Linked DNA regions of Mus musculus: all the other regions are linked to region 1. Evidence: chromatin contacts called from public HiChIP or PLAC-seq data. All regions are on one chromosome and are shown on one strand. Each heading gives the region's core, a stretch centred on a gene start, on an enhancer-like site or on the middle of the called end of the contact. The rest is flanking DNA. Distances are from core to core; before and after follow the strand shown.

What was found. HiChIP or PLAC-seq counts read pairs in DNA pulled down with a chosen protein or histone mark.
Region 2: a FOXA1 HiChIP or PLAC-seq map of pancreatic cancer cells shows a contact between it and region 1. The contact joins two enhancer-like sites. A contact is called at or near these places in 2 of 15 datasets of contacts at CTCF or cohesin (the NIH/3T3 cell line and embryonic stem cells), 5 of 484 Hi-C or Micro-C datasets (the HL-1 cell line, bone marrow-derived macrophages, embryonic stem cells and 1 more) and 3 of 115 datasets of contacts at active chromatin or transcription factors (bone marrow-derived macrophages, fibro-adipogenic progenitors and pancreatic cancer cells).
Region 3: a contact with region 1 is called in a FOXA1 HiChIP or PLAC-seq map of pancreatic cancer cells. The contact joins two enhancer-like sites. A contact is called at or near these places in 2 of 39 promoter capture datasets (the 3T3-L1 cell line and liver), 3 of 484 Hi-C or Micro-C datasets (adipose-derived mesenchymal stem cells and embryonic fibroblasts) and 3 of 115 datasets of contacts at active chromatin or transcription factors (the NIH/3T3 cell line, bone marrow-derived macrophages and pancreatic cancer cells).

Annotation. Positions count from the first base shown.
Region 1 is chr1:183,678,301-183,682,004 of GRCm38.p6, forward strand. No RefSeq gene overlaps it. Among named protein-coding and RNA genes, the nearest start is that of Gm39724, 49 kb to the left of the region's middle. Within about 2 kb of position 1,816, at least 51 of the 459 cell types and tissues checked have an H3K27ac peak or open chromatin away from gene starts, as enhancers often do. A contact at or near this core is called in the HL-1 cell line, the NIH/3T3 cell line and pancreatic cancer cells, where this site is marked.
Region 2 is chr1:183,439,517-183,443,509 of GRCm38.p6, forward strand. No RefSeq gene overlaps it. Among named protein-coding and RNA genes, the nearest start is that of Hhipl2, 23 kb to the left of the region's middle. Within about 2 kb of position 2,680, at least 48 of the 459 cell types and tissues checked have an H3K27ac peak or open chromatin away from gene starts, as enhancers often do. A contact at or near this core is called in the HL-1 cell line, the NIH/3T3 cell line and pancreatic cancer cells, where this site is marked.
Region 3 is chr1:183,920,149-183,923,992 of GRCm38.p6, forward strand. No RefSeq gene overlaps it. Among named protein-coding and RNA genes, the nearest start is that of Gm34130, 15 kb to the right of the region's middle. Within about 2 kb of position 1,328, at least 43 of the 459 cell types and tissues checked have an H3K27ac peak or open chromatin away from gene starts, as enhancers often do. A contact at or near this core is called in the NIH/3T3 cell line and pancreatic cancer cells, where this site is marked.

The DNA of each region.
Region 1 (3,704 bases), core at 566-3,065:
TGTATGTTATATGTACGTGTGTGTGTGTTTGTTTGTGTGTGTGTGTTATATGTGTGTGGGAATACTTACATGGCCTCCTTGTAGAGGCTAGAGGACAGTGTGTCAGGTGTCTTCTTCTGATACCTCTCACTCTATTCCTTTTGAGACAGGCTCTTCCACTTAACTTGGCTGGGAGTCTGCGAGATTCACTGATTTTCTTATTTCTGCCCCTGATACTGCTGGGGTTGTAGGTATGTATGGCTGTGACCAACTCTTTACCTGAGTGCTGGGGATTTGAACTCATGTTCTCATGCTTGTACACCGATAGCTCTTACTCACTAGGCACCTTCCCTCCCTCACCAGTGATTTAATACAACTACGCATTTATCTTTCTCTTTGTTAGTAAGTGGTGATAGAAGATCTGACTTATATATTTAAACATAGATGGTCTAGTGTTTTACAAATAAGGACACCTCACTTGAGTTTTAAACTTTCCTTGAGGAATGGTGGGACAAGTGGATGCTCACAGTCAGCTATTGGATGGATCACAGGGCCCCCAATGGAGGAGCTAGAGAAAGTATCTAAGGAGCTAAAGAGATCTGCAACCCTGTAGGTGCAACAACATTATGAACTAACCAGTACCCCAGAGCTCTTGACTCTAGCTGCATATGTATCAAAAGATGGCCTAGTCGGCCATCACTGGAAAGAGAGGCCCATTGGACACACAAACTTTATATGCCCCAGTACAGGGGAATGCCAGGGCCAAAATATGGGAATGAGTGGGTAGGGAAGTGGGGGGGGGGGAGGGTATGGGGGACTTTTGGGATAGCATTGGAAATGTAATTGAGGAAAATACGTAATAAAAAAAAAAACCAAAAAAAAAAAAAAAAACCAAAAAAAACATCAACATGTCACAACCTAGAAGCACGTGGGAAGGGAGCCTGAAGGAGAAATTGCCTTGATCAGATTGGCCCGTGGGCATGTCTCTGGGGGGTTATCTTGATTGCTTTGGTTAGCAAAGTTTGGGAAGGAACACCCTAAGTGGAGGTGGCATCATTTATAGGCTGGACTGTACAAGTAAAGAAAGCTAGCTGAATAGAGCAAGCTGGCAGTGTGACTGTGTCTAGTTTTCCCTGGTCTTTGCCGTATATATGACATGACTGGCTATCTCAAGCTCCTGCCTCCCTAACTTCAATGATAAACAGTAACCTGAAGTTGTAAGACACAAATCTTCCCTATTTGTCAGGGTGCTTCATCCCAGTCACAGTGACAGTGAGACAGAGCTGTGTTTTAGGTCTCCTGAGTTTCCTATTTTTTCTTTTAGTGAACAAATAGTTTTTTTTTTTTTTTTTTTTGAGTGTTTGGTTTTGCCTCAATTTTCTTATTTTGAGGGAGGGAAAGGCGATGAAGGATGGGTAGTTGTACTATCACTCTATGAACACAAATGGAGGTTTATGCCCACACAGGAGAATGTTGGAGTCAGGGACCATTAAACTTTCTTCGGGCTCAGATGGGAATCCTGGAATATGTTTGAATATAAAACCGAAGCCAGTGAACTCCGAGGGGAGACATGATCCTGGGGTTGGGGCTGGAGACAGTTTGAACAGAGGGACAGTTTGAAGAGGCGAGTTTGCCTAAAATCTGTCATGAGAATTTAAGCCATGGATGATGGGAAATTGTGGAGAGAAGGATTGGTTGTTGTGTGAACTTATGCAATCAACGTGAGGGCGCGCACACTTCGTCTGGCTCCAGGCCAGCAGCTCTCTGAGGAGCACTGTCAGGATTAATCAGAGTTTGCATGGAAACTGCAAAACTGAGAAACCCCTGCGAGTGCCAAATGTTATCAGCTTGCATCACAGCTTAAGTATTTGGTGGTGTGGTGTGAGGAGGAGCCACTTGCAGGAAATCTTAACGTTTTTTCTAGCGCTCTCTCGCACCCAACTTCGTTTTGATTTCACTGGAGCTTGGTGACTCGGGATTCTTCCTGGCTGTCTTTCTACTTACCTCCTAAGCGTGACAATGCCTGTGCTACATTCCTGTGGTTTGTGTTCTTACTTGTAATTTCAAATTAAAGCTATTTTATACATGGGAAGAGTAAACAGAACTGCAGTGCAGGCCTCAGAAACGATCTTAACTGGGATTGACAGACAAAACTGTTTCCTTTAGAAGAGATCTGCTTTCCCACCTTACCCTCATGCAGTGTCCTGTAGAGAGTCTGGGGTTATAGAAACATCTGCACAAAAAGTGGTCCCATCCCAAAGTGCAGATTCCCTTCATGCCACCAACTTGCCATTGTTGTAACCCCCAAATTAATGATACTAGAGAGACTTGAGTGTGTGTACAGTTTGCCTCTGTGTTCCCTGCCACCACCACCACCATCCCACCCCTGCAGCAAGCCTACTCCTCCTTGGCCCCTCCCCTATTGTTAGAATGGCACTACCCATCAAACTCCCCCTAAATGAAGACATTTTGAGGGGACAGCTTGAGACATCCTCCCCGCCTTTTTGTCTCCAACACTCTTGATAAACAGCCGAACTCTTCAGGGTGCTTGTCCTTGAGACCTTAGAAAAATCACAAGCTCAAGGGAAATCAGAGGTCAGGTCAGAGACAGTTATGACTGGCTATGAAGTTAGTCCCTGAACAGACACCCATTAACCCCCTCCCACTTCTGTACCTTTCCACCAAATGATTACAGCCCTTTACTCCCCTTTTCTGTGAACATTCATAACTATACCGTATATAAACCCAGTGTTTTCTGAACTCAGGGTTGCTTGCCAGCATTCACTCAGTGAGTTCGAGGCAGGCAATCCGAGTTCCAATGTGGAACAATAAAAGACTCTTTTGGGAGTTGCAGTGGACTTTGCAATTCTTGGACTTGTCTGGGTTTCCCGTGGACTCCGGACACAATGCCATCGGTCCTGGTTTGAAAACCACTTTCTCCCAGCTGTAGTAGACACATGCAAAGCCAGGCCTAGGTGCTAGTGAGGCAAATGGAAGGTGGAAGATCTCTTTGTTCTAAGTGAAAGAGGATAGATGTATAATAGAAAGATAAAATGAAAATCAAGGCTCATCACAGAGTAATAGGGACTCCATTTTGGACTCCCAGGCGAAGGTCCGCTCTGTCACAGCAGCTTTGATAATGATGGATAATCTTTAGCACTGAAATGCTGTCAGTCATTGGCTATAGAGAAAAAGCTGTCTTCCTGCTGGTGTCTATTGTCCACTTCTGGAGAATGTATTAAGTGTCCTTTTTAAAAAATTTTTTTAAAATTTTAATTTTAATTTTTTTGCTTCTGTGTATATTCTATAGTCTTTCATTTGTTTATACTTTATGCTGGTGTGGTGGTTTGAATAGGTATGGCCCCCACAGACTCACGTGCTTGAATGCTTGGTTCATTTTTTTAATCGATTCTATGAATGCAAGCATTATTATTAATGTACCTTCTTCCATAGACATAAATCCCAACAGACCCCTGCCCCAACAAGGAAGTTGAAAAGTCAGAAATCCTGTGACATTGCATCTCTGCTTTGGTACCCAGAAGAGAGCTTGAGACTCTTCAAGGCTTCCAACGCTTCGGGGAGTCCAGGGTCATTCTGAGAGCACTCCTCGGAGTTCTTCTGCCTGGTGGTCCTTCTTGTTGTACAGTAGTGACGACAGCGTGTTATCCAACCCTTGTAGCCCTTCAAAAACTGCCTGTGCCTCATCTCTCTTTGACGCTGCTTGA
Region 2 (3,993 bases), core at 1,430-3,929, 240 kb before region 1:
CTGCCCCTTGCTGCGCCACTTCTAAAATACCTGGCATCCATGTGCATTTCTTTGGAAGCATCCCCAGGCACTAACATCTTAGGAATCCTTTCCCCATTGCATCTTTTCTGCTTGTTTAAGTGATGTTTTTATTCTTGGAGAGTTCCAAATTATATCCAGTCACCTACCGCCTCCTCTAGCTCTCTCTAGGGCCTCGATCCCTCTCCTTTCCCCTTCGCGTCTTTTACTTTTTTTTGTTATCGATCACCCCTTGAACACAACAGGTGCTGCCCATACGCACATGAACGTGGACCACCCACTAGGGCATGAGCAACCGTTCAGTGGCCTGGTCCCTCGGCAGCTACCTCATAGCTTCTCCTGTGTGGTGGTGGGGCCCATGCTGTAATTTTGACTGGCTCGATTTTGTGCTGGTAACCACAGCTAATGTGATTCCATGCATGCAACAGCCATTTCATGCCTAAAAAGTGAGTGTTTCGCAATTCTCTCCCCTTCTCTCCCCCTACCCCCAGTCTCCAGCTTTTGACATTCCATCTGCCCCTTCTGTGAAGTTCCCTGAGCACTGGATTGTGGGAGGTTGGTGTGGATGATCCATCTGTAGCCGAGTGCCCAGTTATTTATACTTGGCACTTTGACCTGTTATGAATCTTTACATGAACCACGACCCACGGCCAAAGGAAGCTCCTCTGACTAAAGGTGAGGGAAGCAGGAATCTATGGGCACAGACATACATATTTAGAAGGTAGTGTGATAGTATGACCACTTAGCACAAAAGCAAAAACCAAACCAAACCAAACCAAGCCAAACCAAGCCAAACCAAAACATCATCATCATCATCACCACCACCACCACCATCATCAACAACAGCAGCAGCAGGTAGCCCACAACCCCTAGACAGGCCTGTGATCGCCTCAGTCTTGGGCTTTTGACCGGGTTTACAGCACCAAGGATGTCAAGGATGAATTTCCTTCTGTGGAGCAGGCCTCACATCCGACCTGAGAACGGTTGGTTACCTGCTTAGCTGTCATGTCTCTAAATTCCAGCGAGCACTTCCAGCCACCAGGTCAGTGCAGTGAGGATCACAGCTGTGTAAGACTGCTGGTGACTTTTCTCCTCCAGAGACTGGCACAGGACCTCTGGCCTGGGTAAGCTAAGCCAGCAGAGTTCCCTGGCCAGCTCGGGTTGTTTCTCTATGTTGTGCATCATAAGGGAGAGGTACCTTCGGTAATGGGGTCTCACCATCTAGTTCTGGAGGGCAACCAAGAGCAATGGCAGCAGCCTGTGTTGTGCCGGGTGCCTCTGGGGGCCCCCTTAACCATAACTCACAGGGAGGGATTGCCTGCCTGGCTCTGAGATCATTATTTATAACTTACGTCTTCTGGGGGCAGCGTTATTCACCCATGCAGAATCCTCCTGATATATATATATCCCCAAACAGCGCCACCTACTGGGACCAAACGTTTAAATACACGAGACTATGGGGATCATTTTACATTCAAGCTTGGGAACCTGAGCTCCAGACCCAGGGTTTTCAATCAGGGGTGGTTTTGCACCTCCCAGCCCAGGGAAACAATGGCAATACCTGCAGACACTTTGATAGTTGTAACAGGATGGAGTCGGGGGTTGGGGTTGCGACTGGCATTTCCTCAGCAAAAGATAGGGGTACTGTTAGATGCTTGTGGTGAGCAGACAGCTTCACAGTAACACAGACCGCTTTGACCCAGTGGTGCCAAGGTCAAGAAATCTCAGTCTCTACATATCTGTAAGGCACTGGAAGTCTGGAGCTGGCAGTGCTGAACCAGCTCGGGCTTCATGCAGCGACAGAGCATCAGCAAGGGCTGTAGAGGCCGCCTGTCCAGAAGCCTATCTATTCTCTTTTGTTTTTTCTCTCATGATCATGTATTTTTTAAATTTCCTTTGATAGCAGTGCCATACATGTGGAGACCAGAGGATGCATTTGAACTGATAAGGACTAGGTAGAACTGAAGGGCTAGATGGAATGTTAAGGCCTAGGTATAACGTTAAGCCTAAGTAACTCTTACGTGGCTAGCCTGCCATTTTGCGCTGTTACTAGTATTATAAGGAAACTTCCTTATGTGCAAGTTGATTGCATATTCTCTTAAATTCTTTGCTCTTGGAAACTGAGCACAACAGAGGTTAGTTAGAACTGCTCTGTATAGTTAGCCAAAATGAGCTTTGACCCAAATCAGCCAATCAGCAGCACTTCCTGCATATGTGTATAAGCTTGTATGGTATCTGCTTTTATAAGCTGCCCCTGGTGTGAGCCTGAGCATAAGAGAGACATCTGCATCTATTAGAAATAAGACTTCTATTTTGAGTAAGTGTTGAGAGGCTACCGTGGAAAACACCTTCTACCTCTTTCTTGCACGTGAAGAGCAGAGTACTGGGAGAATATTCTTGTACTCCAAGTTCAGAGACCATGGTCAGGAAGGCTAAATAAAGACAAGAGGGCCACCTCTCTCCGTGTCTGTGCTGGGGACACCTGGAGACCACATCGGCTTCTCTGCCTTGAGTTCATCATTTGTAAGCAACAGCTGCTAAGGAGAAAGGGTGGGGCAGGGCTGGCAAGTGAAGAACTCGCCCAGCTTCCTTGTTGGTGACACAGTCGTCGCTTGTTTACATTAAAGATAAAAAGGGCACAGCACAAGACTGCCAGGCAAAGTCTGGTGAGTAAGTAGAGAAGAATTCGGAGAAAACTTTCCTTACAAGAGGACCTCGTTGTCCTCTTGGCTGCAGTTAAGTGAGTAGTCAGTAGGTGGCGCTAGGTCACCACATAAGAGATTGCCTGCCCTGGCTGCAAATCAGTCTTGGAGCTCACACACTCCTCCTGAGAGAGGAAAATAGAGTAACAGGAGAGATTTAGTTCTTAAAATAAGTCAGCAGCCTAGTGAAGCAAGCACGACCACGGCAGGTACATTTTCTTGCTTGAACTGGCGGAGAAGGACGTTTGCTGCCAGGGGCTCTGGTTGCAGATTCCAAAGGATCAAAACACAAACGTAGATGAAGTCTCTCAGCAGGCCTGGCTTCACAGGTGAATCTGAGCCATCTGGTGCTGGCCGTACCGGCCCTAAGAATGCGATCCAGCAGGGACAGTATTCTGTGGTGACAGTTCAGAGGGAAGGGCTTTGTCACCCAGGCCCCTGTTTTCGCTGTCAGTGCTGATGCTGGGACCCCAGCTTGCGACCGTTTAGTAGACTTAAAGATTTAACGTGATCAGGCTATTTCTGGATAATGGTTTCTGCTTCCTTGCCTGGGGACTGAGCAAAAGACTCAAGAAAAAGGACCCCGAATAGCAGGTTGAAATGGTGCAGAAGAGTCTCCCCGATATTGAGAACTATGTTCCTGGAAAATGGGGCAGAGCAGGTTCTGGTATTTTGAGAGAGTCAAATACCCGATCATTATAGCACAGATTTGACAGAAAGAAAGGGGAGGAGAAAGATGGCGGGCTAAAGACACAGCAGGGTGGTAGGAATATATCAATTATACATAGTAACATAATAATATATTAATTATACATAATAGTTTCACTGTATTTCCATACACACATCTAAAGCATCTGCTATATTCACTCTCTCTTGTTCCCACCCCATCCAACCTGGTCCCCTCCCTCTTCCTAACACCCACTCCCCCCTTTCAACTTTCATGTTGTTTTTTGTTGCCGTTGGCCCGGTGCATTTCACTAGGATGCTTAGAGGATGAAAGGTTGTTTACTGGAACACAGGCAACTTAGTGTTGGTCACACCACTGAAGAAAGTGTTTTCCCTTCCCCCAGTAGCCATGAGCTGCTCAGAGCTCCTCAGAGAGGAGTTGGGTCTCTAGAGCCCCTCTTCCCTCCTAAGATGCTGATGGCCTTGTCCGGTGTAGGTCATCACAACGGCTGTGAGCTCAGACATGTAATTACCATGTCGTGCCTAGAAGACAGTGCTCCCAAGCAAAGAATTTTGTTTCTTAAATATGTGGGTGACCTTTGGGTGT
Region 3 (3,844 bases), core at 78-2,577, 240 kb after region 1:
ACAACTTCTATAGATTGGGATGTGGGCATTTGAGGAGGCTCACGTTCTGTTAATCAGAAGGTCAATCTTAGATTTTAGTTAATTTTTAAAACATATAGAAGAAAAGGACAATGTGATGTCCCTTTCTCCAGGGACTTGAGGAGATCCCATTAGAAAGTAAAGTAATTTTACATTTGATAAAGAGGTTTAGGAGATTTCTGTTGAATTGGGGGCCACCCATTGCAATATGGGCCTTAAATGACTCCCAAATCAAAACCTCTGCTGTGCCATACAGCTTATGTGTCAGAGCCACACTTTTATGGGATACGTCTGTCTATTAGCTTGAGCTAACCTATAAAGAACTTCAAACACGGTGAGTCTAGAACAAAATCAACTCTCCAAAACTGGATCCTTGTGCTCTGATCCTCCATTCCAGTTAGCGCCGCCACCTTCCTGGCATCATGATCAGCCTCAACGCTGGGATCAACCCTCCTTCTGCACAAGCAATGGGACAATCAGTCCTATTATTTCTACCTTGGGTCTGTATCTGGAGTGTGGCCTTTCTCCTACTGCCCACTTTTCCTTGAGATTCTTTCATCTTCTACCTGAATTTCTTCACCTGTTTATTTTACTCTCACTGAGTTATCCTAGAACTTTCCATAAAAAAAAATGATTCTGCCAGGTTCTCCCTCACCTAAACAGTCTCTCTATTCATTTATCTAATTAGTTTGATTTAATTTTATGTGTATGAGAAGGGTTTTTTCCTTGCCTTATATTTTCTCTTGTTATTTTTCCCATCTTTAAAAAGTTGAAAGTGTTTTCTTTCCATATATGTATGAGTGTTTTGCTTACATGTGTGTCTGTGTATGTGTGCCCTAGAACTGGAGTTACAGATGGTTATGAGCCACCATGTGAGAAACTGGGAATTGAACCTGCGTCCTCTGGGAGACCAGCTGATGCTTTTAACCACTGAATCATCTCTAGACCCTTATGAAAATACTTCAACAGCATACACCTAAACAAAGAAGGAGAAAACACGGCTCTCTTACCTCTTGTTCCAAACCTTGTGCCAATCATTTTGCAGCCGTACCCATGAAGGTCTTCATGTTTCTGCCTGAAAAAAATTAGTTGAGATTCACACTGGGTTTTAGACCTCCATATACACCCCAGACTTCTAAATAACAAAAGCAGCAAACATATGTACGTGAGCAGCTCAAACATCCAGGGATGCAATAATTTTCCCATAGTCCTTGTGTATGAGCAAATGCAAAAGACAGAAAACATACCAGGGCTTGTTTATCCTGGCTCCCAGACCGACTGCTTAGGAAATACTCAGAGCCAGTCATGACTAATGTTCTCAAATATGACTTATTACTCATATAGCATAATCACAATAATACTCAGAGGCCCACACACTGTTTGTTTGTTCTGTTATTTGAGCCACAATTTAATGTCTGCTCAGTATGGAATCACCATAAAAGAACTATTAGCTTGCTGAGATAACCTATATTTAAAGAGCAGTCAATTCTATGGATTCTTGGCTCTTAATTGGCAACTATGTTCCAATTAAACGTGAGTTCTATTTAATGAAGTTCAATTGCAGAGAATGTTGAATTTGAAACAAGTTTTAAATGAGTCAGCTTGGGAAACATTCACCCTGTTTCTTGTGCTGATTCTACATAGAGAAAGATAAGGAGATGCTTGGAGTTGTGTGGAGCATAAATTGTCACATTTTCTATGAAATGGTCCATCCAGCCATATATAGATAACACTTACCTATTGAAAACACTTATCTGGACATCATGATGTTCCCTTCCCCATAATGGATACAGTACAGCTATTCCACTAAGACACCTCTCCTGAGAAACACTCAGAGTGACAAAATGGTAGTTTAGATTATTCTGGCTTCCATAATAACAATAAAGCCTAAGAGTGGACAAAGTTCCTTAGTTCTCATCGGATTTCTATATCTTCCAGGTAAGGAAGGACATCACTAGGCCCTCTCCAGATGTCTCTGTGGCCTATCACTGTTTAAAGGTGGTGTGCTCTTAGTTAAATTTTCATAACATTCCTTGGACATAAATATTGTTAGGTTGAAAATACAATTCTATGGTAGAGGGTCTGCATAGGATAGAGAATACCATGGGTTTTATCTTCAGCCCTGCAAAAAGTAAATGTCTAACACACACACACACACACACACACACACACACACACACACACACACATATCTATTTAAGTTCAATTCCAGAAAATGTTGAGTTTGGAACAAATTTCAAATGAGCTGTACCAGGAGCCCTTCAGACTGGTTCTTATGCTGGTTCTGCTTATAAAGGGATAGAGAGATACTTGGAGTTATATGGAGTGTGTGTGTGTGTGTGTGTGTGTGTGTGTGTGTGCGTGCGTGCAGAGTCAGAGAACACCTCTGGGAGTGGATTCTCTTCTTCCACCATATCAGTCCAGAAATTCAAATTCAGAATGTCAAACTTGGCAACAGGAATCTTCAGCAATTGGGCTAATACAGCAGCCCATGAACAAAGAGAAAACAGACAGAGACACAGACAGACAGACAGATAGATAGATCATAGATGCACAGATGATAGATAGAAAATCATAGATATATGAAGTATCAATAGGTTGACACAAAGAAAAACGATAGGTAGATAGATAGATAGATAGATAGATAGATAGATAGATAGATAGGTAGATAGACCGTAGATAGATAGGCAGACAGATGGAAAGATAGATGATATAGTTCTCATTTTCATATAAGGAGTAGAATGTGAGTGGTGGGGTTAGAATCCCTTGGGGATTCCATTGGTAAGGCTGCTTTATGAACTCTGCCTCTCTTGGTACACAATCCTGATGACTAGAACACTATTTTTGTTGAATTTGGACCTGCCTATAACTTCTATTCTGGCAGTCACCACTTTCTTATCTGGTTCCAAGTAAAATAAATAGAATCCTCCTTCCCTATATTAACCATTTACCATCTGAAGACAGCAAACTACCTTCACTCTGCTTCAAGCTTGCATTTATCTTGCTCTAAGCTAAGCAGTCGTAGGTCCTAATTCCATTTGAAGCTTCTGCAGTTTAGAGGGGTCCCCTCTGAGTCTCCATCTGAGTGGCAGACAATCTATCCTCATGGTATAGACCATTGGGAGTTAGTCCTGCTTAGCATTAGGCAGTGGTGACTTGTTCCACTGCACATTAACAAGAGGGAAGGCCAAAAGCTCCTTTCTGTTCTGTTTTCTGTTTCTTATTTACCCACAGCCATAATAGCCAGGCCCACAATCATATTCTGTTACTTCCTTAGGACAGCTAATATAATTTATGGTTTCTAGACCCATGTTTTAATTTACTTGATAACAACAAAGGGGTGGGTTGGATGCTATTTTCCTTCCTACTGGAATGAAGAAACAAGAAAACCTGATAGTTGATACCATTGCAGCCCCTACAATGGCAATAAGGGGGAATTATACAATAAAAAAACAAAGAACTATCTTGTCTTGAGGAGCTACATAAGGAACCGGTCAAGTGTAGTCTCAGATAGGTATCTGCACAATATGCTTTGCCCTTTTGTGTCTGATCAACATCCCGCCTCGTGGATCTCCCGCTCAATTCTTAGATTTTAAGCTGTGTGTCTTGAGAGCTAATTCTTATATGGGCTCAGAGGAGATGAGCCACTCACAGAGTTTGTGGCAGTTTCAGCTGGCTATCTGGGGCCTGCCATGATAACAGACTTTTGTACAGGGCAGGAATGGGCTTTAGGCTAGTAGAGACAGGTGGCAAGTCCAGGAATCATGAAATACATGCTTGAAATGCTTCCTTATCCTGTAGGACATCTTGAGTAAGTTTCATAACA